4 separate regions of the Sus scrofa genome follow, and regions 1, 3 and 4 are each linked to region 2. Evidence: chromatin contacts called from public HiChIP or PLAC-seq data. All regions are on one chromosome and are shown on one strand. The core of a region is the stretch at or near the end of the contact, and the rest is flanking DNA. Distances in the headings are between cores, read along the strand shown.

Region 1 (7,164 bases), core at 2,801-5,300, 180 kb after region 2:
CCTCCCCTCTCCCCCACCCCAGGGGAGCTGGCAGGCCAGGGAGGGGCTATTCCCCCTGGGGAAGCTAGGGGGCCAGGGTGGGCAGAATCTGTGCCCTGTGTTATTCCAGACTCTACAGAAGGAAGCCATGACCTCATTCTTGAGACAGTCTGTTTATTTTCAGATAAGAGGAATTACATTTGCCCACATACTCTGGCAAAATCTTAAGTTTGATTTTTATAATTTAATTTTAGAAAAAGGTCAACAACTTGAACTGGTGCACGATCTTTCATTCATACTCCCATTCTGGGTCAAGCAGCTTCCAATGGTTCCTCTTGAGAACGGCGTGGACATGTGTGCATTCTTGTTTGTGCACGCGGGTGCGAGTGCACACGAGCGCATGTGCACATGTGCCTACTTACCCACATTCCCTCATTAACAATGTCACTTTTTTACTGTGCTGTATGTGCTGTGCAGTAAATGTTTAGCGAATACATATTTTGATGTAAGCCCCATAGGACAAGATTTCACAATCAGAGGCCTAACCACTGAGATATGGACTTAATTTGTTAAAGTGATAAACGAGATTATGATGTGCAAACAAACAGGGCTTGTGCCCCAGCTGTGTCCAAGTTTATTTCACAAAGCTGTAAACACAGGCCCTTTCTCAAGTCCTGCTGATCGGGTCTCTCCTGCCTTCTGGGGGCAGGAGAAGAAATGCAAAGGCTGAGTCAGTGCTCTCAGCCCTGGGCTGGCTCTTGGCTTTCCAGCCCCATCACTTAAAGGAACCCATTCATTCCCCAGATCGGGCAGTGCTCCTCACTGGGGTCCTTCTGAGCTTTTTCACACACTTTCCAGAGCAGGAGACACCTGATCTCTGACTGCCCGAGCGGGGCCTCGGGCCCCGGGGACCCGGGAGCTTGAGAAACGTGCTGAGAGCCTGGGAGCCACTCAGAGAAGGGGCAGGGGTCACAGCTCCCCTCCCTCCCTGCCCTGAACCGCTCCCCAATGGAGAGCCCCTCATGTAATTCCACCCCAGATGTGGGGGTTAAAGTGGGGAGGCCCATTGTGCTGGTGAGGCCCAGCCCCCCTTCATGTGACCCAGCCCAGCCCTGAAAGTGGACGGAGGGGGCGGGGGAGTTCCTCCCAATCAGACCCCACCGTCTTCCGTTGGGGTAAAACCAGCCCGGAGTGGGGTGGGGGTGTCCAGCGAACTTGTGCCTTAGAACAGGAGCACCCCAAACCTGCAGAGAGGTGGGAACTTCTCAGCACTTTTTAGCAGCAAGTGATTCAGAGGAGAACCTGATCCACCTTCTGGGTCCTCAGGGGGCTCCAGGCTGCAGGTGGAGGGGCCAGGTCCGAGAAACGCTCCTTCCACAGGGATTATCTTCTCTTCCGAATGCAGGCCTCCAGCCGGCCCAGCTCCTCGTAGGACTGGTAGAAAACATCAAACTCCCGGGTGCCCCAGCCCCTCCAGACAGCCAGGCACCACTCCAGGTTTTCGTTCTCAAAGCCGCACACAACTGTGTCCTTGGCCACCACGGCCGCATCCATGAGCACCCTGCAGAAAGAGGGGGCATGGTCTGAGAAAACCCACAGGGGGTCCCCACTTGGTGGGGGCCATGACCTTCCCCCTGAACCTTCTTGTAGGACAGCGCCTGCTTAAGGCGGCATCTGTACACCTACACCTGGCCCCCACCGGCGTGCTGGGATGCCCTGCTCCCCTCTCTGGTGGTCCAGCATCCAGCAGCCTTTCTAAAGTCTGAAAAGGGGCCAGGGCATCATCTCAGGTCCACATCAGAGCAGGTATCCTCCGTAATGTGCCCCAGACGCCAAAGTGTCCAGAAAAAAAGAGTCAGCCCTCCGTGTCCACAGGCTTGGCATCCTCAGATAAGGAGGACTGACTGTCCCGTGCCCTTTTATATTATAAAGACTTGAACATCCTTGGATTTTGGTATCTGCAGGGGTCCTGGACGCCCCACCCCCCGCCCCGCAGATTCTGAGAAAGGACAGTATAGTCAATTCCATCTAATTCTCGCTCATCAATGGTCCATGATGAATTTTAAGATTTAGCTCGATTCCCTTGCCATCCATCCCAGGCGTGCTTTTTCTCCCTTTCTAAGTTTCCACAGGCTGAGGAAATGCAGAGCAATAGATTAGGCAGAAAATCTGTACCAACAAGTCCTAACTCTATACACTCTTTTGAGGCTCTGGATTGTCTCAGCTGGTTGGAGCATGCACTGCAAGCTTTCTCCTGGGCCCTGAGAAGTGGTGGCCCACCTTGAAGCCAGAAACTCCTCCCTCCGCCCCCTGCGCCCCGACCCGTCCCAAGGCCAGCATGTCAAGTGGGATGGGCAGGGCCCTCCGCTCCCTTGGGCCTTGAATGTCTCCTTGGGCATCTGATAAATGCATCTCAAAACCTAGCAAAACTAGCGAGCTCTGGCTGCAGCCTTCCTGCCTGGGCTTTCTCCCTAGTGAGTGTGCCTGGCTCCTGGTAAACTTGTCTTTGGGGGAGCAAATAGGAAAATTCAGGGATATTAATGGGGGCATTCCAAGGTCAAAAGGGCAGGCCTCTACAGGTCCTCAACCCCCCGCCCCACCGGAAGCCTCTTCTGACATCTGGAAGCTACTGATGCCCAAAAATGCAGCTGGGGCCCAGCCACAATCCCAGATCTTGTCTCCAGAACCACTTGCAGGGCAAGGTCACTGGCGCCAGTGCCACTGACATGATCTCCATCAGTATCCTGCTCCAGGGAAAACAGGCCAAAGGGGATTTCTCCATAAGGGAGGTTAACAGCATGGGACTCAGCAAAGTGAAGGGTGTAGACACTGCCAGCCACCTGGTGACTCCAGGACACCGGCGGGCACCAGCCTCCCGTCTCCACAGCCAGGGTGACTCTCACAGTGGAGTCTGGCCTGCCTCCTGGTGGGAGCCCTTTGGATGGGTGATGGGCACAGCTGAGCCTGGGCATGGGCGTGGCAAGAGGTGGTGAGGCCTGGCTGCAGGGCCCTGGTTGGGGCTGAATGGGAGGAGGGGCCCCTCGGGAAGGGCTATTGCATGGTGGGGAGGACTAGGAATCACCTGGATCCCCATTTCTTTTTTGGCTGTCCCACAGCATATGGAGTTCCCAGGCCAGGGATCAGATCTGAGCTGCAGTTTCAACCTAAGGTGCAGCTGTGGCAAAGCCACACCCTTTAAACCACTGTGCTGGGTCAGGGATTGAACCTGCTTCCCAGCGCTCCAGAGATACTGCTGATCCCCACTTTGATTGCAGCTGAGCTTGGGCCCTGGAGGCACACCCCAGGAAGAACACTTGGTTCACAGCTGTAGTGGGCACCCCAGAAACAGTCAGCCACAACTGGTGATGAATGGGTGATGCCTGGTTCAGTTGGTATTTGCCGATCCTCTAGGAGCTGCCTGCTAGACCCCAGCATGTTCCTCATCTGCCTATGGCCACAGTGATAATGCCATGTTTATTTGTGGAAGACACAGGGGCGGCAGCCATTAGGCAGGGAGGTGGCAGGGGGCCTCGATTCCCCTAGCCACATGCCAGGTCCTCAAGTTGCTACCCTCAGTCTTACCCACGTGAAGTCAGCTCTCGGGCTTTCAAGACGGCGATGACTCGGCCCCGCTGGGCACCTGCATCCTTCTCCAGGCCGATGACGATAATATCTCCACCACGCCTAAGAAACCAAAACCCAGAAGGGGAAGCATTTGTCCAGGGCTGTGCTCTCCAGGGGAAACGGAGCTGGCGTGCAGAAAGGCATGGCAACAAATGCAGTTTCTGCAAATGGATTGAGTTACCAGAGGCCCCGAAGCCGGGCAAGAAGCCCTTTCCCAGGAGGAAACCTGACCGTGGCTCTCCTTTGTCATTCCCTGAGCTCTCTAGAGGGCAGATGGGCTTTCGTGCCGCCCGTCTTAGATCTGCTAAAGAGATCCCTCTGGTTCCAGGGGAGAGGAAACAGCTCATGATGGATCTCAATAATGTCTTAAGGTTCCCTGCACTCTGCTCCCAAAGCCAGAGCAACGGGCAGTGCAGGACAGCGCCCCCTGCTGGAAAACCTACCTGGGGACCCAGATGACATCTTTCACGGCCAGGATCTTCACTGCCTGCAAGTGCTGGCTGAATGCCTCACCGTCCACGGGGCTCAGGTCATGCTCAGGCCTATCGGAGCCCAGGGTGGGCTCCAGCAGCCTGCTGGTGTCCCCGCTGTCAGTGGAAAAAAGCAGACTGGAGGAGCTTGCTGGGGAGCAGGGCACGCTGGAAAGGGATGTGGGCACCCGGTGGGATGGGGACGAGGAGTAGGAGGACACGGAGCAGTAGTCAGTCAGCGAGTCCTGGTGGGTCAGGATCTGTGTTCCCAGCTCCTCACTGTACATGATGCTCACGTCCGCCAGGGAGTCCTTCTGGGGCTCCTTCGGGCTGGCGATGGGGCTGAGCAGGGGCTCCGGGCCCATGGGGTGCACAGGAAACACGTCCCTGAGGGGGCTAGGGTCCCCGCAGAAGTAGCGGGCGCACAGTTGGTAGGTGGCTGAGTGGTACATCACCAAGCAGTTGGCCCTGTCGTCCAGGCACCAGACGACCTCCTCCCCACGGCACTCAGAGCTGCACACGACCGACATGACCACCGAAGGGGCTGAGTAAGGCTCCAGCCGCCTGCGGATCTCCAGGGCCATGCAGTCGATGACCAGCAGGCCCGGCCCATTGCTGTACCAGACCTCAGACCCGCTGTTGACCACCTCCATGGCCTTCACAGGGTAGGGGTTCTGCCGCGCGTCTTCGTCTGGGATGCTGAACCTGGACCTGTTGGCTGTGTGTGAGCACAGGTAGGAGCAGCTGTTGTCTGGGGCGCCCCGCACCACGGAAAACACAGCCACAAGCCCATCAGCCAGGCCCGCCAACACCAGGTAGGAATTCTGCAGGGAGAAGGGAGGGATGTGTGATGCCTTTGCTTGTGCATCTTATGGATCCCAGGAGCCAAAAATTGGCCACAAGACCTCTGCATGTACCCCAGGGGGGCACTCATTTTCCATCCACAGGTACTTCTTGGAGGGGCAAGTTTTGGAAAAGGCAGGGGCTACCTTCTGGGAGTGCTCTCAAAGGAGGTGCAGTCCAGGCCCTGAAGAGCCACACCCATCCTCCCTGCCCTGAGCCAGAGTGAGAAGAAGGCCCTTGGCCCCTGAGGGAGGGGGCATGTGGCCTAGACCACAAGGCCAGACTTTGGTCAGCCTGGGCTTCTTGTAATGTCAGTTGCAGGGGGCAGGGGGTGGGGGACTGCCTTTTCGGTCACCAGGGCCTCCTTCAGAGGCAGGATGTGCGTCCTTCCCTCCCGTGAACTCTGTTCCTTAAGGTGACAGCAATTGTGGGTGCCCCATGGATCTGCTCTTAGTCTCCTGTTTGCTGTCCCCAGAAGGTGGGTGCCCCATGAGAGCAGGCCAAGGTCTGGTACCCACCACTGCCCCAATGCTGGTCTGCTATAGGGAAGGGCAAGGCCCCCTCCACCTCTGACTCTCCCTAGTTTTCTGCTCAAGTATTCATTCTTAAAGAAATTGCTTCCAACTCAGCTTTTCCGCGGAGGCGCGTCTTGGCCACTGTGCCACATTCCCCGTTTACATCTCTGAAATGCCTGTGGTTCAGCTGACACTGATGGGGGTCCTCGGGATGCCCTCACAACCCCATGAAGCATGTGCTCTTTTACGGCCACCAGAGGTCCCCACGCAGAGGCCAACATTGCAAAGACTGTGCTGAATGCTGGGCCCAGCCCAGGCATCCCTGGAGCATCTGTGTGGAGCTGGGGATGGAGAGCAGCCCAGACGCCTGGGTGGGGCTGGGGTGGGATGGGAAGAGTTTAGGAGAACAAAGCCAGAGTTGGGACCGAGCGGGGCCCCAGGCCCTGGGCCAGCGAGGGTGAGGACAGAAAGCCCCCTTGTTGGAGCTGGGAAGCTGGGCTGTCCCAGGTGATGAGTGAACCAGCCTCTAGCTCAACAGCAAGGTCAATGAGGCCTAAGAACGTTTATCCAAATCCATCTTCAGGTTTCGAGGAAAGAAAACAGCCAAAGCAAACAGGAGCAAGGCCTCTATCTGAGTCCCTGCTCTGGGCCCCAGCCAGGCAGTGAGCCCCACGTCCCGGCTGGGTGTGGACGTGCGCGTGCAAGAATGCAGGGGTCTGCTGTCCGAAGCCACGGGGCAGCACAGCCTCTGAGGGGCAGGCACCCTGGCAGGGAGGCTCCGCACAGAGCCAGCTTTATTCCCTCTGGTCTTGCGGGCGGGTGGCGGTGCCCTGGCTCGGGGCTCTGGGCAGCCCTGAGCTTAAATAACGCTTTGTGTCATGTCCTGCGCTCTGGTGCAGACGGGGTCCTGAGCTGCCCAGCCTCGCCCATGGGGCCACAGTCATAAATGGCTCAAGGTTGATTTCAAACTTTTTTTTAAAGAAATGAAACTGTAGAGGGGTGGAGAGGAGAGCACGTGTATTTCATGACCGTAAGGAAAGAGTAATAATGCTCATGTTCAACCAGTGCACCAGCCCAGAGCTTTGGGTACGTTATGCCCAGAGATCCTCCTCACAATCTTTTACGCCCATTTTGCAGGTGGGAAAACTGGCATTGGATGATGACACCCAGAGCTTTGGGTACGTTATGCCCAGAGATCCTCCTCACAATCTTTTACGCCCATTTTGCAGGTGGGAAAACTGGCATTGGATGATGACAGCCAACGTGTTTTAACAAAGCCACACCAACAAGGAGCTCTCGAGTGGAGAGTGTGCCTGCTGTAAAAACGGCACCTCAGGGCCCACAGAGGGGGTCCAGAGGCCTGGGGGGTTGGGGCGGAGCGTGGGGCAGCTTCTCAGAGTCCGGGTCACGGCCCTTGTTCTTCAGACCTGAATAGGAAGAGGTATGAGCCACTAGGTCAGTCCTAAAGGGAAAGGCCTGCTCAGAGTGCGGTGCTGGGAGGAGAGGAGTGAGAGGGGGTTGTGGAGGGGGGAGACCTGGCCGGCTCTGCAGGCTGGGTCTGAAAGCTGAGGATATGCATCTTCAGGGCCATATTGGACAAAGAGGGATGGAGGTCTGGGACTGATGGAGACTGGTCTGGGGAGGCAGAACCAGAGTGGGAGGGGAGCTAGGGGCCTGCCAGGGCCTGGTGACTCAGTGGCTGTGAGAAGTGCTGAGCTAGGCCCCTGCTCTCA
Region 2 (6,915 bases), core at 1,527-4,026:
AAGGGGAGTGAGGAGCCTTGTGGGGCATCTGGAGAAGGTGCGTATGTGCAGTGTGTGTGTGTGTGTGTGTGTGTGTGTGTGTGTGTGTGTGTGTGTGAAGCACATCTCCCTCCCAGATCCTTGCTGGTACTGGTTGTGTCAGGTCCCCTGGCTCTGGTCTTTTGCCTCTAGCTGTGAAATTCTCCCCCCTCTCCCCCATCTAGGAGAGCTCTGCTCCAGGCCTCTGAGGGGGGCCCTGCAGGGATACTTGTAGACCCCTCCCCAGGAGGACTGCCTGGGTCAGACCATCCAGCTGTGCAGGAGCTGCCCCTGCCCAACTTCTCCAGGATCCTGCCCTCCCCCTTTGCCCCCTCTTCCCTGGCCTGGCATCTCCTGCTTTTCCTGGGAGGACTTCACCTGTGTCATATTCTCCTTGACCTTGGTGCTTTAAACCTTCAGGCCTAGGCTTTGGGGAGAACAGTACCCTCTCTAGAGTACAAGAGAAGCAGCCCAATTGAGTCTGCAGGTGCGCAGGTGAGGCTGCTGACCTAGGAACTGAGGAGTCTGGAAACGGAGGAGGACAAAACATTTGTCATCACATGTTAATGTACTTTGCGTCAGGTTTTAGTCTAGATGAGGATATAGGGACGTTTAAAGCAGATTAGAAAATACTGAAATTTTGACACACAACAGAACATCTGTATCTTGCCAGCCTTTGTGCTCTGTGGAGATCATTATGAATTATGGGGCTGCTGCTGAATTTGGGGGATCTTGTGACTACTCGGTATTTGTGGCTTATGGTCTTACTGGAAACCCCTATGGATGGTTTTTGAGTCTGTAATTCATGGTTATGTGTTCTGTATTTTTCTCAAGACCACTGTTGGAATCCTGTATTGGCAGCATAATGAGTATTTTATTTTTAGATGTGGATCACCTCTTAGGGAGGGAGTCTGTGGGAAGGTGGGTAATGAACTATTTCTGACATAAATTACAAGTGCCAAAGAAAGTGGTAAAATCCAAAGAATAAACAAGAGTGACCACCATTCAATGGCAGAGATGGTATCTATACCTCCCACAAGGTGGCACTTTAAATTGTGTAATATTTCAATCATTTGGTCATCTTAGCAGTGAAGAAAGATCCAAGATTTACCCCAAACATGCTTATTTTCTGTCCCTAATTCCTAGGTTCATTTGATTAAATGAAGGGAGGTCGTCATGGCCAGGAAAATACTTTACTCTTTGGGAGTTTCATTTAAAAAGAAAGAAAGCCCAATACACTGGCAACTAAAGTAATAAGACTAATGTTTACACAAACACTTGTTGTATGGGTACTTTCTCAGCTTTTGTTACTTTAGCTGAGTTTTTTTTTTTTTTTTTGAGAAAATGCATCAAATTTAAAATCTATCACAGAGAATCCGGTTCTACAACCGATTCTAAACCTGTCTTTAGAAATCCACGGAGCTCTTATGGACGAACTATGTTAAAATATTGACAAAGATTCAGAGTAGGGATACTAGGTGACGAGGGATATTAGCTGACTACCTGTCTTCATAGAATGTGAATTAAAAGAGTATTAACATCACCTACTATTTTTTCAACATTCATTAAATGCTAGTACTGTTAGGAGCTTGGACACTAAGGATAGTCTTTTTTTTTTTTTTTTTTTAGCTTAGAAACCAGTGGCCTGGAACAAGGTGACTGAATTCACGTCTACTCTCCTAGCGTGCACGTCTCAAACGGCTCCTGAACTGTTGATTCTATACGTGCTCGCTCTGGCCCACTGGGCGGCGGGAACAAAGATGCAGTGTGAACCGGAGAAACGCGGGAAGGTAGCCGGTGGGGTCCGCCCGGCTGAAGGCAGGGTTTACCCGAGGACAGCCTATGCGGGAGGAGCAAGTGGTCGCGGAGAGTTTGGGGACCGAGAAGCCCCTTCTTAAACATCCCGCCTAAGATGCAGGTTACCGATGCATCTAGCAGAACCAAGACGCCTTCATGCCGCTGCTGTAGCCGCCGCCAGGAGTCCGAGCACCGGCCGGAGGGGGCGGGGTCTCCATACGGATAACGGGCTGCAAGGCGCCGCGGTCCGTGTCCCCGCCGGCGCCGAGCGCCTTAGAACTCGCGGGCGGGGCGGGACGAGGTGGGGCGCCCGCCGGGAGGGTTTTTTTTTTTTTTGTCAAACTTTGGCCACGGGAACCACCCCCCATTCACTTTTGCGCCAATCGGGCGGCGAGGACGGATCCCGAGAGGGGCCAGGCTCCGCCGCCGCCGGGGCCGCTTCAAAACGCGCCGTGCGTGACGTGAGGGCTCCTGTTGCAATGGCGAGCTAAGCCGGAGGATGTGCAGCGGCGGCAGCGGCGCCGGCCACGAAGAGGACGGAGGCGGGCGCAGCGCCAGCGGAGTCAAGCCAGCCAGGGGACGCAGGCAGGGCGAGACGGGGGCCCGGACTCGACTGCCACTGCCGTGGCCGTCGCACTGGCCCCGCGCCCCCGCGCGCGAGCGGGAGGAGCCGCCGCCGTCTCGCGCGGGAGACGCTGCCGGCGCACGCCGGGCATGGTCCCCTCTTAAAGACGCAGGCCTCGGCGGGCGGGGTGGGCGTGCGGAACAAAGCACCGGCGTGGGGCCTGCGTGCGGCTCGGGGGCCGCGATGGGCGCGGCGGGCCCGCGGCGGCCGCGGCGCTGCCCGGGCCGGGCCTCGCGGCGCTAGGGCGGGCTGGCCTCCGCGGGCGGGGGCGGCAGGCTGAGGACTCGCGGAGCCTGCAGAGGCGGCGGCGGCCCGGCGGGCTGAGCGGCGCGGGCATGGCCGCGCGCGGCCGGCGCGCCTGGCTCAGCGTGCTGCTCGGGCTCGTGCTGGGCTTCGTGCTGGCCTCGCGGCTAGTCCTGCCCCGCGCCTCTGAGCTGAAGCGAGCGGGCCCGCGGCGCCGAGCCAGTCCCGAGGGCTGCCGGCCCGGCCAAGCGGCCGCGGCTTCCCAGGCCGGTGGGGCGCGAGGCGATGAGCGGGGGGCGCAGCTCTGGCCGCACGGCCCGGCAGCGGATGGCGGCCAGCGCGACAGGAACTTTCTCTTCGTGGGAGTCATGACCGCCCAGAAATACCTGCAGACCCGCGCGGTGGCTGCCTACAGGTGAGCCCCTGCTCCCCGGGCACCGCCCCCTGCATCCAGCATCCCAGCAAACTGCCATGCGTGTCTGCCCTTGGCTTGTGCCTATGAGGGCTTCCCAAAGCCAAGGCTTCCTGAGCTCCTGTGGGATCGGGGTGCCCCTTGGGCGATGTTGGGCATTGGCAGCAGAGGTCGGAGACGGGATGGTGAGCGCAGCGCTCAAGAGCAAGGGCTTTTGGGGTCAGATATACCAGGGTGGCCCCTCTGGGTGTGGTCCTCGCCCTGACTTTCTGTGAGGCGCTAAAGCTTTCCTTGTCCAGATATTCACTCTCCTTTGTTCAATGAGCCTGACTGAACATTTCCCTCCTAAGGTTGTTGGGAAAACTTGGCACAGTATCTCTGATAGTGGTGGCAGTGGGGATTATTACTTGAGTCTCTGAAATCTCCATCTTTCGCCTTGCAGAACTAGAGCCAATCTAAATTAATCTGGTTAGAACCCTTCCACATGTAGATTTCACCGTTGGAATCGTTCCTGTAAATGAGGGGAGTGCCCTCTGCACACTCAACCCCACCGGGGTCTGTTGAGCAATTGGAAAGAGAATATTTGGGAAAAGCAGTTCCTGGTCCATGGTAAATTTGGTGTTAACTAGCCCAGTTTGGTGATGTGTGTGTTAGCCAGTATCTGGGCTCTAGTTGGCCATATGAGTCATAAAAGTGGTTGGAATCATGTTCAGGATTAACAAAGGGATTAGCCAAAGTAATCTTTAGAAGAGAGAAAGAGAGAGGATTTGGAATAGCAGATTTGTATTGGAATGAATTTGAGGGAGAAGAAGGATGTAGGTTCAGTAAACGGATTTAATGGAAACCTCATATGTGTGAAATATAGAAATGCTTCCTGTGGGATAAGATTTGGGATCCAGCCATAGAACAGACCAGTGCAGGAGATCCTCTGGGAATGGCCTCTTGCTCAGTCATTGCTGAGCAAGGCCAAGCTGGTTGCTGTCGGTTCTTAATTTATAACCAGTATCTCTATAACTTAAGCGTTTAAATCTAGTTCCTGTCTAAATTTTCAGGCGTCGGATGCTGTGGGTGGAAAAGCATATATGGATTTCCATTCCTCTTAAGGAAGTAAAGGATTGAAAAGGAAGATGAAAGACTGTCTGTCCTTTCAGTGCATTGGTTCCCCATTCTTGCCTGTGTGTTTCCATTAGGATTTTTTTTTTTTTCCTTTTTTTTGGCTGTACCTGCAGTATATAGAAGTTCTGGGGTCAGGGATTGGATTCTAGTTACAGCTGCAGAAACGCTGGGTCCTTTAACCCACTGTGCCAGGCTGGTGATCGAACTGAGCCTCCATGGTGACCCAGGCCACTGCAGTCAGATTCTTAATCCACTGCGCCACAGCAGGAACCTTCTTCCATTAGGATCTTAAGTGCAGAGCCTGTGTTCTGTCAGGAAGGGTCCTGAGTGCCTGAAAAGGTAGCATAATTTTGACCAAGATCAAGATTTGAGACCCCGAAGATCAAAGTTTCCTCCCCGATGTATTGAGAATTTACTTGGAATTTTATACGAATTGTGCTTTTTGAAAGAAGAGCTTCTACATCAGAAATTGAGAATGAACTATATAAATTGTTTACAGCATGACTTTGAAAGTAAATCTCCATGATTGTAATTTGGTGACAAGTCCTTTGAAATTACAACTTTGGGACAGTTACCAAAGTAGTTTGTTCAAATAGTAGATGGCATGATTCCCTGCCCCCCAAACAATACATTTTCATAGATACAAAATCAATATATACAAACCATCAGGGGTCCTGGTACACTAGCAGTGCTCAGAAGATATGCTGCAAACTGGACCTAAAACTCGGAGATGATTTTTTCCCAAAACCCATGCTTGAGGCCCTAATCTTGCTTGAGGCCTTTATCTTGCTATTTCTACAATGGGCTTACGGCTGTACTCCTGGTCTTCTTTCCAAATCTACATCCTTTTTGGATGTAGGATTTTATCTCATTGTTTAATTTCTTTAAGGCAGTTAAGGAAGAGTAGAAACACAATTGGCCCTCTGGCCCTTCTTTGTGACAACTCTGCCTTTTTGATAAAACCTTTGCTAGGAAATGCTGTGTCCTACTTAGTAATTCTGTAGACTTTCCTGAGTACCTTTCTTTCTATCCCTCTGATCTTAATCAGTCACATTCGTTGGTGCCTGGGGGTGGACCTGCCCTGCTGGTTAAGGTCCTGTGCTTCTCAGCCTGTCAACCCTGTGTTTAGACCGGCTGCAAGAGTGGCACAGGACGATTTTAGCCTTAAGGAACTCTAGAGGAAGGCCAGAATTGGCATAGAGTTTATAGGAGGTAACTTATCATTATGGCTTTGCTCTGCTTTGCAGCCTGGGCCAGAAGTCCACACTCAGCTCTTAAATTGGACATTTCATGCACAGTTCAGTATAAAAGTCGACTCGAATCTTCTAGCACAAGGTGGAACTCAAGTTTGGCATTGAGTTTTACATCTCCCTTAGGAGGCAAATTCATTTTTTACCTTAGAAAAAAAATCTCAATTTTTTGTCTATTAAAGTAAAATTATTGTTGGGCTTAGGGGTTGAAGGAGATCACAATGTTGAGTTTTTCTGTTTTGCTTTGTTTTGTTTTTGGCCAAGGCATGAGAAAGTTCTTGGGCCAGGGATCGAAACTGAGCCACAGCCGTGACAACGTCAGACCATTAACCACTAGGCTACCAAGGAACTCCAGAAAGGGCAGTGTTTTTAGTCAGATGACGCTGTGATGTACTCTTATGCTAGGATATTGAAAGTGTCAGCATTCAGATCAGGGACTAGTAACTGTCCCTGAGATCCAGAAAGAAGCTAAGAAAAGCTTTTGAAAAATTCAAGGAGATAACACCTATCTGCACTGAAGTTGGGCACTTTAATGCTGGAACAGCCCATCATTACTGACTCACTTTCCAGAACTGCCCTAAGCCTACAGTAGGAAGAGGGGCTACGGAGAGATGTTCACAGTCCAGTGACAGCAAGGGAGAAACAGCCTTGAACAAGTGGGCAAAACAAAACTCAAAATGTAACCCGTCAGAGACAGGCCAAAGCTGACTTCTCAGTGGCATGACCCTGGCTCATAAAAATGTTCCCAAACACTTACTATCTTTGTTCATCAAATACACACATGGCCCCTTGAGTCCAGACTCTTGAGTGCTGGGGACACAAGAGTGAAGGTGCTTGTTCTCATGGAGCTTCTCTGCTAGCAAGAGGGACAGACACTAAAAAGAGGGTTTCAGCTAGTGATGGGTGCTGCAGAGAAAATTGAGCAGGGTAAGGGCAGGGTGGTGTGGTATTCACTTTGTTAGGTGGTTGGGGAAGACCACCAGAGAAGGTGGTGTTTGAGCCAAGATCTGATAATGAGTCATTTGTGAGAATGTCCTTGAACTTGAAAAGCTCAATGATAGAGGAGGAGGCCAGATAGTGTCTTGTCTTGTGGAATTTTACTCTGATTTAGAAAGCCATTTGAGGACTCAGATGGGAAAGGGAGGGCTTGCGTTGTGTTCTGAGAAGTCAGTTCTCTCTGTTGTGTGGAGAGTGGATTGTAGGAAAGCACGGAGATGTTAGGAGATGTCTAGGTGGAGATGAGGGTGATGGGGACTAGTGTGGTAGCAGTGGGGATGGGGAGAAGGGGATGGCTCCAGAGTCCATGCTAAAGTCAGAATTAAAGATCTGTTGGCAGATGCTTGTGAGGGCTGAGGCAGAGAGGAGTGGAGGATGACTTCCAGATTCCCTGAGGGTTCTGGGGAGGGGAATGTTCTACAAATCAACATATAAAATAATTTTTTTAAATTTATCTT
Region 3 (6,725 bases), core at 3,904-6,403, 150 kb after region 2:
TTTCCTCCTGCACAAGATGGACTTCCTGCAGCCGGAAAGAAAAATATTAATGCCATGTTTTGGGTTGCCTTGCCTGCGCTAAGCAGGGCCAGAGCAGTCCTGTGTGCTCATAGCTGGCCTGGCTGTCCTCGGCAGCACAGGGACTGTCCCGCCGGCCAGCCCTGGGCCCCGGGCCTCCGTGTCCAGGCTGGAGCAAGTTGGCTCCATTGCAGCTTTCCAAATAAAGTGGTTTTTATTTCATATTCACCAGAGAGGTTACAGAATATAATTGGGATTGCTGCTTCTCATATTATTTATGCAATTCTCCCCCGGCTCCCTTCCCAAAAGCAACTCACAAAGGGGGTCTTTGTTCTCTGCAAGTTCAAAGTCAGCTCCTCCAGCGGGAGACGAATGGGCGATTACAAGGAGGAGGCTGAGTTTTACTGGCTGTCAGACCAGAAATATGGGATGCATCAGGGTTCAGGCAGGAGGCAGGGAAAGTTCGGGCTGCGGGCTGCAGGAGTTGGTGTGAATGGATTCCCAGTGTGCAAGCCCCAAAGTGGGGTTGCAGGGGTTGGGGGGTAACAGTGGGGGCAGCCCATGTCTGCTTCTCTGCTGAGGAGGCTCAGCACACACTCTGCCTCCAAGGCCTTGATTTCCTGACCTGTAGAGCAGAGCACCAGGACTCTGGACTGAAAATAAGTCAGAGGGTTTCATCCCCTTCCTTGGAGCTTCGAGCCTCTGCTGAGGGTAGAGGGTCTCAGAACAGAGTGGGCAGGACTCGGAGCACCATGCCCACTTTTGCCCTTCTGAAGTTTTGACTGATTGAATCAAGGTCCTGGTCAGATACATTTAAGGAGAAGTTTGTCCATTGAAAGTTTGCCAAGGGTTGACCTGGATGACCTTGGAGGCCTGGGCCCCAGAAGGTGATGGGGGTTGGAGGCTCAGAGCCTGGGATCCCGTGCAGCCATGTTAAGCTGGGTGGCTAGGTTTTTTTGGGCGGTCATGTCCCTCTAGAAAGCGGAGAACAGCCGCCCGAGAGGCATTGAGATCAGGGCTGGGAGACCGTGGTGCCGGGGTGAGGGATGAGCAGAGATGTTTGACTGCCCCACTAGGAAGCCTACTAATGGGCCCCGCATGGGTTGGAGCGCTTGCTTATGGTGCTGCATCCCTCTGTGGCACAGCCCATCACTCTCACTGACAGTAGGAGTGACAGGGCCTTAGCCCCTTGGGCCTGGGGCTGTGACTCTGGCTCTCTCTGTAGGGGACACTCCAGCTTGGAGCACCTTGCAATGGGGAGCTCTTTCCGGCATCCTGGAGGAAACACTGAGTAGGCAGTCCTTCCAGAACCTCAGCTCGGCTTGGTTCAGTTGGCCTTGGGTGGGGCAGCCCACAGGGACCCGGTTTGCCAGGCTTGCTGGGGGCCCAGAACATAGCAGGCCCGCAAGGGGCCTTGGCTAGGATGGCCCAACTTCCTTGGCCACAAAGCTGTTCCAGGACCCAAGCCTGGTTGGGAGTCCTCAAGGCCACGGCCCTGCCTGAAGCTGTCCCCAAGACCCATTTCCTGGTACCTGGCCTCTTCTGTCTCCCCTGGGGTAGCCTGGCAGGCCTGGCCACCAGACCCCAGAGCCCCAACCTTCCAGCTTTCGTTCTAGCAATGAGATAGCCTTGGAATTTGGGGGTGGGTTAAGGGAAGAGGTGTCCCAGCCTCTGTCCCCACCATGGGGCTCTTCTCCATTCTGGGGAGGGAGCAGTTGGAGTGAGGGTGAGGGACACCTGCACCCCTGCCCCCTTTTGCAAGGAGCCAGTGCCCCATTTGGGAAGCCTGTGATGGGTTTGTGCAGCTCCAGGGCCTTGCTGGGGCAGGGCAGGGCACTGGAGGTGGAAGTAGGAAGGGCTTTGGAACAACAACCTGCCTCCTCCCTAAGGTCTAGTGAAGAGAGGGCCCCATGTGAGCTCTGTGCAAACTAGGAGATGGAACATCCCTTGGAGGCCCTCCCACCCGGCTCCAGGATTCCATGTCTCCCCAGACCACTGACCTAGGCTTTGCAGGCAGAGTACAAGCCAGGTCCCAGTGGAGGCTGACCTGAAGGCCCCCACCAGGGCCAAGGGCTTTACAGAAATGGCACTTCCTGTGGCTGCAGTCTGCTTTCTCGGTGGCCTCACTGTTACCGCTGCTGCTAGCCATTGAACTCACTGATAAACACTGACTCTGGGAGATGAGACATGGCACCCTGGAGAAATTCAGGCTAGATGTTTGGCTAAACCACATCTTGGTGGCCTTTGCCTATACCGTTGTGCAGGAAAGCGCGATTTCTGCAATAGAGGTTTCCCCTGTCGACAGAAAGATAGGGGAGGAGTGGCAGGTGTTTTTTGAGATCAGAGGTCCCCGTCCATCCCCAGACACAGTGCGCTGGGGCAGGCCCACCCTTGAGGTGCTCTGATCTACCACAGAGGTTGAATCATGAATCTCACCATTTTACAGATGAGGAAAACAAGGTTCCCAAAGCCAGGAGGGCTTAGGAGAGAGGCTGCAGGTCATGCTGGGGCCTGCTGGCTCCAATCCCAGGCTGTCTTGACCATGCAATAGGGCAGGATACACATTCCACACTTTGCAGGGAGCAAGCATCATGCCAGGCACTTCACCTATGTCACCCATTCAATCCTTGAGCTAAGTTTGGATCAAATCTCGACCCATTTTACAGATGAGAAACTGAGGTTCAGACTTCCCACTTTGGCTCAGTGGTTAAGAACCAGATATCGTTTCCATGAGGATGCAGGTTTTATCTCTGGCCCCTCTCAGTGGGTTAAAGATCTGGTGTTGCCACAAGCTGCAGTGTAATTTGCAGATGTGGTTGGGATCCAGTGTTGCTGTTGCTGTGGCGTAGGCCTCAAGTGCATCTCCGATTTAACCCCTAGTCTGGGAACTTCCATATGCCGCAGGTGCTGCCTTAAAAAGAAAAAAAAAAAAAAAAAAAAGAAACTGAGGGTCAGGGAGCTTGAGTTAACTTGTACCAAGAGAGCTAAGATTACAACTCAGGCCTATCGGACCCCAAGGCTTCGCCCACTCCCCTCCTGAGGTGCTCTGCTGTCTTCGTGAGCTGCTGCCTCCCTTAAAGCTTTTCTTGTCTCTTCCTGCATCTGTCCTGGGCCTGCCCAGAGGAGCAGGCACCACTCTTGCACACACTGAAAATAGAGAGCCCAGGGTGGCTAATTCTTGGCCTCTTTGAATTTGGGGTGCCTGTTCCAAGCGAAATACGAACTTTTCCAGGAAACACGCTTGGTTTATTCTACCTCCTCCAGCCTCCTGACCACCCAGCCGATATCAGATGCCTCTAGGCACCCCCAGGTCCGGCGGCTCTTCCCACTGTATATAATGACCTCTAGGGTCTTGCTGGCTTATTTCTGTGCTTAGTGATATCAGGCGCACGGGCCATGTTTGTCCATCATGGTGTCCTTGTGCCTGATACATAGCCTGGCCCATGGAGGGCACTTGACCCAATTGTGAGGAACAAATGAATGAATGAGAGGAAAAGGACCCACTTGTCAGAGTGTGGGTGTCCTGGCTGGCTGGGGGCTGAAAATTAGGACGCTCAGGAAGGAGCCTTTGCTAGGAAACACTCAACCCAGTGGAGTTGAAGAAGAAAAAAACTCTGGAAGGCAAGCCCTTCTGCTGCCTCTGCCCCAAGGGCTGTCTCCCTGGTTTTCAGTGCTCCTAGAACTAGCCCAGTTAAAGGGCAGTTTCTCACCCAGGATCGGAGGAGCTGAAACACCCCAGAGCAGCGCTTAGGCTGGTTTGCCTGAGGGGCTGGGTAAGGGGTCTGATGGGCACATCCTTTGGTGAAGTTGAAACAGCTCCACCTGAACATTGGATGCTGCCCCACAGCTGCACAGGAGGGCACCCAAGATGCCCTAGCTCCAAGCACAGCCACGGCAGGGCCTTACAAACCTCCATTCAGAATAGGCATCTCAGACCCCCAGACAGGGAGCTTTGTGCCAGCAGTTGGTAACCAAGGTCCTTTAGACCATGGCCTTGGTCAGGTGGGCTCACCCGGGCCTAAAAGAACTCCATTCCACCAGTACTCTGCCCACTAGGCGCCCGGCTGTCTGGGAAGAGCCTGCGCCTCTGGCCTTCAGCCAATGCGCATCAGCGTTAAATGCTCATCAGCTCATCGGAACCAATGTGTTAGCTTTGGCTGTTCCCAAGCTGTCGCTACAGGCACTCTCTTTCAGCGATCTCAGCCAGGACCAGAGACAACCAGATGCCAAATATGTGGCCTTGGGGCCATCGCACCCGGTCAGCCTGGACCATATAATGATGGTCCTGGCCCTTTGTTCCAGGGACCCTGCACCTGGCTGAGGGGGAGCTAGCCCCTCAAAGTCTGTGCTGAAGGGCTGCTCCATGAATTGTGCACAGGACAATTTAGAATGAAGAAGTCCCTGGTCTTAGGTGGGAGAGATAGGGCTCTTGACACCAGGGCTTTGAATGTCTCTTAAAGACATTTAGTGATGTGGTGGATTATTTTTGTGAGAGGAATTTTGAAGTCCTGGTTAGAAAGAAAGAAAGAAGGAAAGAAGGGATGAAGGATGGGAGGAAGGGGGGGAAGGGAGGGAAGGAGAGAAATATTGAAGAAAGGAAGGAAGGAAGAAAGAAAGGAGCTCTTGTGTGGCTCAGCAGGTTAAGGATCTGGTGTTGTCACTGCACTGGCTCTGGTTGCTGCTGAGACGCCGGTTTGGTTTGATCTCTGGCCCAGGAGCTTCTGCATGCTGTGGATGTGGCCAAAACAAGGAAGGAAGGGAGGGGGGAAGGAAGGAAAGAAAAGAAAACAAATTTAAGACTCTCTCCAAGCCTCTCGATATGCTGGGGTGTTATCACTGATTTCCAACATGGTTTTCTGCACATGGTTGGCCTCTTCTCACCATTTTATGGGGCAATAGATCCTGTGTCTTGACCCCTGACTTCCTTGGGCAGAAAGCACCGCTGCAATATTTAAAAATTACATAAGCAAGGCCACCGTGTGTCATGATAACAATAAGCGACTCCAACGTTTTTGTCATTGTTACCATAATGACGTTTGGGCAGTAAATTGCATAAGAAGGGTGGTTGGGGAGACATAATACCAGCATTCCCATACCACTGGTTCCGTTTTTCTATGTTTCCATTTTGTGCTTTTCCTCGTTCTGATCTCAAGCTGACACATCATGTTTACTTTGCTGACTCCCTTTGTTAGACATTCACATGGTTTCCAGTTGTGCCTGGCATGGACATCACTGCAATGAACATCTCCATGCATGTGACTTTTTAAAAAAAATTGAAGTATTTCCTTATGATGAGCTTCTTGGACTGGAATCCTTGGGTAAAGTAGCAGAGGCATTTTTGCGGCCTCTACCCAGCATACAGCCCTATGGACCATCTTCATATTTTTAGTCAAGAATTGCAGCCCAGGAGTTCCCGTCGTGGCGCAGTGGTTAATGAATCCGACTAGGAACCATGAGGTTGCGGGTTCGGTCCCTGCCCTTGCTCAGTGGGTTAACAATCCGGCGTTGCCGTGAGCTGTGGTGTAGGTTGCAGACGTGGCTCGGATCCTGCGTTGCTGTGGCTCTGGCGTAGGCTGGTGGCTACAGCTCCTATTTGACCCCTAGCCTGGGAACCTCCATATGCCTCGGGAGCGGCCCAAGAAATAGCAAGAAGACAAAAAAAAAAAAAAAAAAAGAAAGAAAGAAAAAGAATTGCAGCCCAGAAGATCCTGCTGTGGCTCAGTGGGTTAAAGATCCTACTCCAGTGGCTCTGGTTTCTGCAGAGGTGCAGGTTTGATCCCCGGCCCAGTGCAGTGGATTAAAGGATTCCCACATTGCCATAGCTGTGGTGTAGGTCAGCAGTTGCAGCTCAGATTCAATCCCTGGACTGGGAACTTCCATGTGCCACGAATGTGGCCATTATAAAAAAAAAAAATTAAAAAAGATGAATTGCATCCCAAACTTGAATCCCACCAGCAGTCAGGGCCTTCACAGCTCTGGGCACAGACACTGGAAAAGTACGTTGGAGGCTCTGGGACAGACCCCCTGAGTGGATAGGGAGAGCCAGCTAATGTCACTCCAGTGACACCCAGGCATCTTAAACTCAGTTCGCTCCAATCAGAGCATGCCATCTCCTCACTCATGGCCTGCTCAGGGTCTGCTGGTTCCAACAAGCAACCTGGAAGTTAGCTTCTCCGTCACCCCACCAACTCCGCAAATCTCTCATGAAGGCCTTTCAAATGGGTCTTTGGTTTCCCTGCATACATTTTAAAGTGTGCATGTTTTACCTCAATTTAAAAAAAAATTAATTTAAAAAACCCAATCTCCTGAATCCACCCCTCCTTCCAGCTCCTACCAGCATTTTGGTTCAGATCCTGATCTAGAAGTCTCCAGCACAGCCTTCCTGGCCTCCCGCTGGCAGCCAGACTGCTTGCTGCTTCCAAGTCATCTGGGCACTTTTAAGCAGGCATGTGCCTGCGTCTCTCCAGATCTGGGAGGTGGGCCTGGGGACTGACATCTTTGCCTGGCTCCCCAGGTGATCTGGGTGCAGCCTTAGGAGGATAACAGTCCCGCAGGAGGGTGTCCATGTGTTCCGGCAGGGCCTGACTTTAGTAGCCACTTGCCCATTTCCTGGAAGTTATTTCTTATGTCTTACTCTCCAGTAACATTAGAGAGCCTGTCATCCCTGCCCACATCAACACACACACACACACACACACACACACACA
Region 4 (6,651 bases), core at 176-2,675, 170 kb after region 2:
CTCTCCTTCTGGGCTCTAAGGATGCCTGGGGAGGCACTGCTTTCTGAGAGGGACCCCTGCACTCTGACCTCCACATTCTCCCTGCTCAGGGTCCACCCACCAACCTTCCCTTAACATGTAGGTCCTCTGGGGCAGCTGCTGACCTTGAGGGGCAGGAGCGGGTAGGGAGGGGGCCATCCAATCATGATTTTTATACACCCCCTGCCCTGCTTCAAGCAGTTGGGATTCCTCTTTAGGGTCCTGTTGCCCAGGGAATTGGGCCCCTCAGCTCTAGTCCCTGTGTTGGGGACAGCTGTGTGCAGGAGCTAAAGAGGGACAAGGCTGTGCCTCTTGGCCAGGTCTCCACACTGGCGTGAGCGGAGGTAAACAGGAGGACAGACAGGCTGCCCCACCAGGGTCCGACACTACCCCCAGCCCCGATGGTACCACCATGAGGGAAAGTGTGCCAGCTCTTTGCATGTGTGTTTGTGTGTGTGAGAGAGAGAGAGGGAGAGAAAGACAGGAGTCTGCAGCCCTGCTCTGTGGATGTCACCTAAGAAGCATCAATAGGAAAGGACCGGAGGCCTGGGCCAGGACCTGGCTCAGGCACTTCCCCTAACCCACCCTTGAGAGGTGTTGCCCCCAAGGGCCTTTCATGCTCACGCCTTCCTCTCCATAGCAGAGAGGCAGCCCATGAACACATCCTTACCACCTGCTGTTGCAGGCCTGTGTGGGCACCTCCTGGACACACACACACACACACATGCATGCACACACGCACGCATGCACGCACACACACACACGCACTCCCTGCTGGGACATAGAGACCTATACTTTAATTTACCCTTGTTGTGTGCCTGGAGCTTGAGAAGACTGCCCTAGGCCTTTAGGGCGATTGGCAGAGGGAGGGTTTGAACCGGGATCTCCCTCTGTCTCCAGAGCCCGCCCCCACCACCACACGGGGGACCAGTGACTCCCTTAGTCCTCAGCAACCCTGAAAGGGAGGTTTGGGGTGGAAGCCCTGGGCATTGGCTTTTGGGGTTTAGCGAGGTCGACCATAGGGCCACGCAGAGATTCCCGTCCCTGGCCCTCAGGGTGTGGCCTTGGTTTCCTGAGGATGTCTCCAGCTTACAGGTTGGGCTCAGGGGCCTACTGAGGCCATGGGACCTTTGCTAATGTTTGAGAGGTGGGCTGGATGGAGGGGCTGGAGGTCCCTGGATAGGGGCTGCGGGGGCCAGCCTGCTAGAACAAGGTGGACGGAGGGCAGCCCGGTTGGCTCTCTGACTCAGGCCCCCATGTGTGCTCGCCACATGGCGCTAGTTCAGGGCTTTCTCAGTTCTGATCCCTGAAAATGAAAGTGAAGGAAAAGGAAACTGTTAGTATTAAAGGACAGGAGTTTGGGGGATGGGCGGACTTGCTGGAAGGAGTCCAGCTCCTGGCTGTTGAGATGGCAAAGACCCCACCCAGCAGGCCTCCGGGGAAGGATGGCTCCCTCACTGTTTCGCTGGCTTCACTCCAGCACATCCTGGCCTCCTCAGACTCCGCTGAAGGCCACAAAATGCCTAGATCAAATTTAGGCCCTTGTTATAAATAAAATCCAGATAAAAGTTAATTTATTTTCACTTCTCCAGCTGCACTTGGTTTGAGGCGTCAGTGACTCTTCCCAGCTATTGCGGAGGTGGAGGTGTTGTCTGATTCCTCCTGATACATCTGCCTCTTCTGTTGAAGCTTCCGCCTCCCCTCCCCCCTTCTCCCTGCCCTGCTCCCCCAGAATTCCCCCTGCTCTCCCAGACTTGAAGATGGAGGGTGTGTTCTAGTTCGGGTGGGAGGATGTAACCTCATTCTGTGCAACACAGAGGAAGTGAGAAGCTGGCTCCTCGTCCATGTGTCTGGGCAGTGGACGCCAGGCCAGTCTGCAGAATTGTTTAGGATGCTCCTGAGGGACCTGTGTGTGCATGGAGGCCACAGGCAAGACAAGCAAGCTCTGGAGATTTGAAACACGCCCTGTCCCATCCCACCCACGTAATTTTTCTTCCCAGCTTTTTTGAAGTGTGATTGACAACAAAAGTTGTACACGTTAGGACATTAGGGATACAACATGATATTTAGATACACAACATGTATGCTGTGAAACAGTTACCACAGCCAGGGTCACCAACATGGCCCCTGTCTCACACAGTTACCACATTTTTTGGGTGTGGTTAAGACCACCTAAGATCTCTCTTAGCCAAGTTCAAGTACACAGTGCATTCCAATCAACTGTCATCATCATGCCGTATATTAGATCTCCAGCACTTATTCATCTTATGACTGGAAATGTGTAACCTTTGATCAACATCTCCCCATTCCCCTACCCCACCCCCAGCACCTGCTGACTACCATTCTGTTCTCTGTGGCTATGAGTTTGACTGTTTTATATTTCGTAAATAAGTGAGATCATGCAGTATTTGTCTTTTTGCCACGGGCTTGTTTTGTTTAGCATAATGTCCTCATGTTGCAGCCCCCAGTGCTGCAAATACAGCATTTTCTTCTTTTTTTAAAAAACTAAGTAATGTTCCATTGTAATATATATATATATACCACATTTTTCTCATCCATTCATCTGTTGATAGACACTTAGGTTGTTTCCATATCTGGGCTACTAGGAATAATGTTGCAGTGAACATAGGGGCAGACATCTCTTCGAGATATCAATTTTATTTTCTTTGAATGTATACTCAGAAGTGGAATTGCTGGATCATATGGTAGTTCCATTTAAAAATTTTTTTCTTGTCTTTTGTCTTTTTAGGGCCACATCCATGGCATATGGAGGTTCCCAGGCTAGAGGCTGAATCTGAACTACAGCTGCTGGCCTACGCCAGAGCCACAGCAACACGGGATCTGAGCCACGTCTGTGACCTACACCACAGCTCACAGCATCACTGGATCCTTAACCCACTGAGCAAGGCCAGGGATCAGACTCTCATCCTCATGGATACTAGTCAGATTCATTAATCACTGAGCCATGACAGGAACTCTTATTTTAAAAATTTTTGAGGAAATTCCATACTGTTTTCCCTAGTAGCTGTACAGTTTACATTCCTACCAACAGTATATAAGTTTTTTTTTTTTTTCTCCTCATTCATGCCAACCTTTGCTGTCTTTTGTCTTTTTATAATAGCCATCATAGGAGGTATGAGGCAATATCTCATTGTGGCTTTGATTTGCATTTCCTAATGATTAATGATGTTAAGCATCTTTTCATATACCTCATGGCTATTTGTATTATCTGTAGTAGTGGTATTTGTTTACTTTTGCTTTTGTTGCCTGGGCTTTTGGTGTCAAATACAAAAATTCATTGCCAAGACCAATGTCAAAGAATTTTCCCTTATATTTTCTTCTAGGAGTTTTACAATTTCAGATCTTATGTTTTGAGTTGATTTTTGTGTATGGTATAAGACAAGGGACCAATTTTATGCTTTTACATACGAATATTCAATTTTCCCAACAGTATTTATTAAAGAGACAATCCTTTCCCCAGTGTGTATTTTTGGTGACTTTGTCAAAAATTATCTGACCATATATGAGTGGGTTTATTTGTGGGCTTTCAACTCTGTCCCATTTTTTTAATCTGTCTGTTTTTATGCTGGAATCATACTGTTTTGATTTCCATGTCTCTATAATATAGTTTGATATCAGGAAGTATGATGCCTCCAGCTTTGATTTTCTTACTTGAATTGTTATAGCTATTTGGGTTATCCTTGTGATTCCATACAAAATTAAGACTATTTTTTCTCTTTCCATGGAAAATGCAGTTGGGACTTGGATAGGAGTTGCACTGAATCCATAGATTGCTTTGGGTACTATGGACATTTTTAACAATATTAATTCTTCCAATCCATGAATATTGGATATCTTTCCATTTATGCATTTTTTTCAGTTTCTTTCATCAATATTTTATAGTATTCAATATCCAGATCTTTCATCTCTTTGGTTAAATTTATTCTTAAGTTTTTTAGTCTTTTAAATGCTATTGTATATTGGATTATTTTCTTAATTTCTTTTTTTTGGATCGTTTGGTTTTAGTGTATAGAAACACAGCTGACTTTTGCATGTTGATTTTGTATCCTGAAACTTTAATAAATTTATGTATGTATATATGTATTTTAGGGCTACAGTTCTGCACATGGAAGTTCCCAGGCTAGGGGTTGAATTGGAGCTGCAGATGCTGGCTATGCCACAGCCATAGCAATGTGGGATCCAAGCCTTGACTGCAACCTACATCACAGCTCATGGCAATGCTGGACCCCCGACCCACTGAGCATGCCAGGGATCAAATCTGTATCCATGGACACTAGTGGGATTTGTTTCCACTGTGCCACAACAGGAGCTCCCAAATTTATTTGTTTTAACAGTTCTGTGTGTGTATAACCTTTAGGGTTCTCTCTCTATAAAATCGTATCATTTGCCAGCAGAGACAATCTTACTTCTTTTCCTGTATAGATGGCTTTAATTTCTTTTTCCTACCTAATTCCTTGGCTAGGACTTTCAGTACTATTTTGAATAGGAGTGGTGAGAGTGAGATCCTTGTCTTGTTGAGTATGATGTTAGCTATGGGCTTGTCATATATAACTTTTATTATGCTGAGTGTATTTTTTTTAATAATGAAAGGATGTTGAATTTGTGAAATGCTTTTCCAGCATCTATTGAGATGACTGTATATTTATCCTTCATTCTGTTAATGTGGTATTTCACATTGATTTGCACATGTTGGACTATCTCTGCATCCCAGGGTTCAATCCCACTTGGTCATGGTACATGATCCTTTTAATGTGCTGTTGAATTCAGTTTGCAGGTATTTTGTTGAGGATTTTTACATCTATGTTCATCAGAGATATTGGCCTATAATTTCCTTGTCTTGTAATGTCCCCATTTGTCTTTGGTATCAAAGTAATGTTGACCTTGTAAAATGAATTTGGAAGCGTTCTCACATTTTCAATTTTTTGGAAGTTTGAGAAGGATTGGTATTAATTCTTTAAATGTTTGGGAGAATTTCACCAGCAAAGCCACTTGTTTCTGGATTTTTTCTTTGTTCGGAAATCTTTCTTTCTTTTTTTCTTTCTTAGGGTCACACCTGCATCATATGGAAGTTCCCAGACTAGGGGTAAAATCAGAGCTGCAGCTGCCAGCCTACACCACAACTCATAATCTCAGTCACATCTGTGACCTATACTGCAGTTCATGGCAATGCAGGATTCTTAACCCACCGAGCAAGGCCAGGGATCAAACCCACATCCTTATGGATACTAGTTGGGTTCCTTACTGCTGAGAGGCATTGGCGACTCCCTGCTGGGAGATTTTTGATTACTGATTCAATTTTATTACTTGTTATTGTCTGTTCTGGTTTTCTACTGCATCGTGATGCAGTCTTGGGAGGTTGTATATCTCTAAGAATGTACCCATTTCTTCTAGGGTATCCCATTTGTTGGGGGTATAAGTGTTCACACTAGTCTCTCATGCTCCTTTGTATTTCAGTGGTATCAGTTGTAATGTCTCTTTCATTTCTGATTTTACTTAAGTCATTTTTTTGTTCTTGGTCTAGCTAAATGTCAATATTGTTTATTTTTTCAAAAAGTGAGCTCAGCTTTGTTAATGTTTTCTATTCTTTTCTTTTTATGGCTTCACCTGTTTGATATGAAAGTTCCTAGGCTAGGAGTCAAATCAGAGCTGCAACTGCTGGCCTATGCCACAACCAAGGCAACACCTGATCTGAGCCACATTTGTAACCTACACCACAGCCTTCAGCAATGCCAGATCCTTCACTCACTGAGCAAGGCCAGGGATCAGACCTGTTCCTCACAGACCCTATGTCAGGTTCTTAACCCACTAAGCCACATTGGGAACTCCTGCAGGTTTTCAAGTCTCTTATTTATTTCTGATCTGATCTGTGTTATTTCCCTCTTTATGCTAACTTTGGTCTTAGTTTTTCTTTCTATTCTATTCCTTGAGGTACAAATTTAGGTTATTTGAAATGTTTTTTGTTTTTTTTTTTAAATGTAGGTGTTTATCCCTATAAACTTACCCTTTAGAACTGCATTTTTTGCATCCCATAAGTTTTGAGATGTGTGTTTCCATTTTTTGTTTGTTTCAATTTTTTAAATTTCCCTTTTTATTTCTTCTTTGACCAGTTATTGTTCAGGCATGTGTTGTTTAATTTCCACATATATGTGAATTTTCCAGGTTTTCTTCTCTTATTGATGTCTCTCCCCTCCTTGGAAGTCAGGAGGTGGGACTGAAAAATCCAACCCTCTAATCTTGACCTTGGTTCTCCTGGCAACCAGGCCCTCTTCTTAGGTGCAGCCAGAAGTCACTCATTAGCATAACAAAAGACACCTTTATCCCCTTGATCACTCAGGAAATTCCAAGGGTTTTAGGAATTCTGTGCCAGAAACTGGGACCAAGACCAAATACATATTTCTTATTACAAATCTCATCACACAATGATATTTCCAGACCTCAGTGAGAAAAGGTCTCAGATGCTGATGGGATAAGCGCTGAGGACCCAGGGTGGTATGGACAGTTTCCTGGGGCCAGGCTTCCAGCAGCTCCTCTGGAGGTGATTGCAAGAGCCTCAAGCCTCTAGCTGCTTGTTTTTCCTGTGTGAAGCATTTGCTCACTGTGCCCATAGGACTT

Evidence for each region. HiChIP or PLAC-seq counts read pairs in DNA pulled down with a chosen protein or histone mark.
Region 1: an H3K27ac HiChIP or PLAC-seq map of alveolar macrophages shows a contact between it and region 2. The contact joins the enhancer-like site here to the promoter of CHSY1 in region 2. A contact is called at or near these places in 2 of 5 promoter capture datasets (fetal skeletal muscle and liver), 12 of 47 Hi-C or Micro-C datasets (alveolar macrophages, blood, embryonic fibroblasts and 8 more) and 2 of 2 datasets of contacts at active chromatin or transcription factors (alveolar macrophages and skeletal muscle).
Region 3: an H3K27ac HiChIP or PLAC-seq map of alveolar macrophages shows a contact between it and region 2. The contact joins the enhancer-like site here to the promoter of CHSY1 in region 2. A contact is called at or near these places in 2 of 5 promoter capture datasets (fetal liver and skeletal muscle), 5 of 47 Hi-C or Micro-C datasets (alveolar macrophages, blood, embryonic fibroblasts and 2 more) and 2 of 2 datasets of contacts at active chromatin or transcription factors (alveolar macrophages and skeletal muscle).
Region 4: an H3K27ac HiChIP or PLAC-seq map of alveolar macrophages shows a contact between it and region 2. The contact joins the enhancer-like site here to the promoter of CHSY1 in region 2. A contact is called at or near these places in 3 of 5 promoter capture datasets (fetal liver, liver and skeletal muscle), 33 of 47 Hi-C or Micro-C datasets (adipose tissue, alveolar macrophages, blood and 16 more) and 2 of 2 datasets of contacts at active chromatin or transcription factors (alveolar macrophages and skeletal muscle).

What each region holds. Positions count from the first base shown.
Region 1 is chr1:139,617,582-139,624,745 of Sscrofa11.1, reverse strand. It overlaps LRRK1 (leucine-rich repeat serine/threonine-protein kinase 1), which reads right to left. Exons shown (of 34, transcript XM_021098586.1): 32 at 4,047-4,897; 33 at 3,562-3,663; 34 at 137-1,540. The coding sequence ends at 1,363. Among named protein-coding and RNA genes, the nearest start is that of LRRK1, 130 kb to the right of the region's middle. Within about 2 kb of position 4,050, at least 5 of the 83 cell types and tissues checked have an H3K27ac peak or open chromatin away from gene starts, as enhancers often do. A contact at or near this core is called in alveolar macrophages, where this site is marked.
Region 2 is chr1:139,800,319-139,807,233 of Sscrofa11.1, reverse strand. It overlaps CHSY1 (chondroitin sulfate synthase 1), which reads left to right and starts at 2,776. Exons shown (of 3, transcript NM_001244442.2): 1 at 2,776-3,098. The coding sequence starts at 2,776.
Region 3 is chr1:139,652,514-139,659,238 of Sscrofa11.1, reverse strand. No RefSeq gene overlaps it. Among named protein-coding and RNA genes, the nearest start is that of CHSY1, 150 kb to the left of the region's middle. Within about 2 kb of position 5,153, at least 6 of the 83 cell types and tissues checked have an H3K27ac peak or open chromatin away from gene starts, as enhancers often do. A contact at or near this core is called in alveolar macrophages, where this site is marked.
Region 4 is chr1:139,632,010-139,638,660 of Sscrofa11.1, reverse strand. No RefSeq gene overlaps it. Among named protein-coding and RNA genes, the nearest start is that of LRRK1, 140 kb to the right of the region's middle. Within about 2 kb of position 1,425, at least 27 of the 83 cell types and tissues checked have an H3K27ac peak or open chromatin away from gene starts, as enhancers often do. A contact at or near this core is called in alveolar macrophages, liver, omental adipose tissue and 2 more, where this site is marked.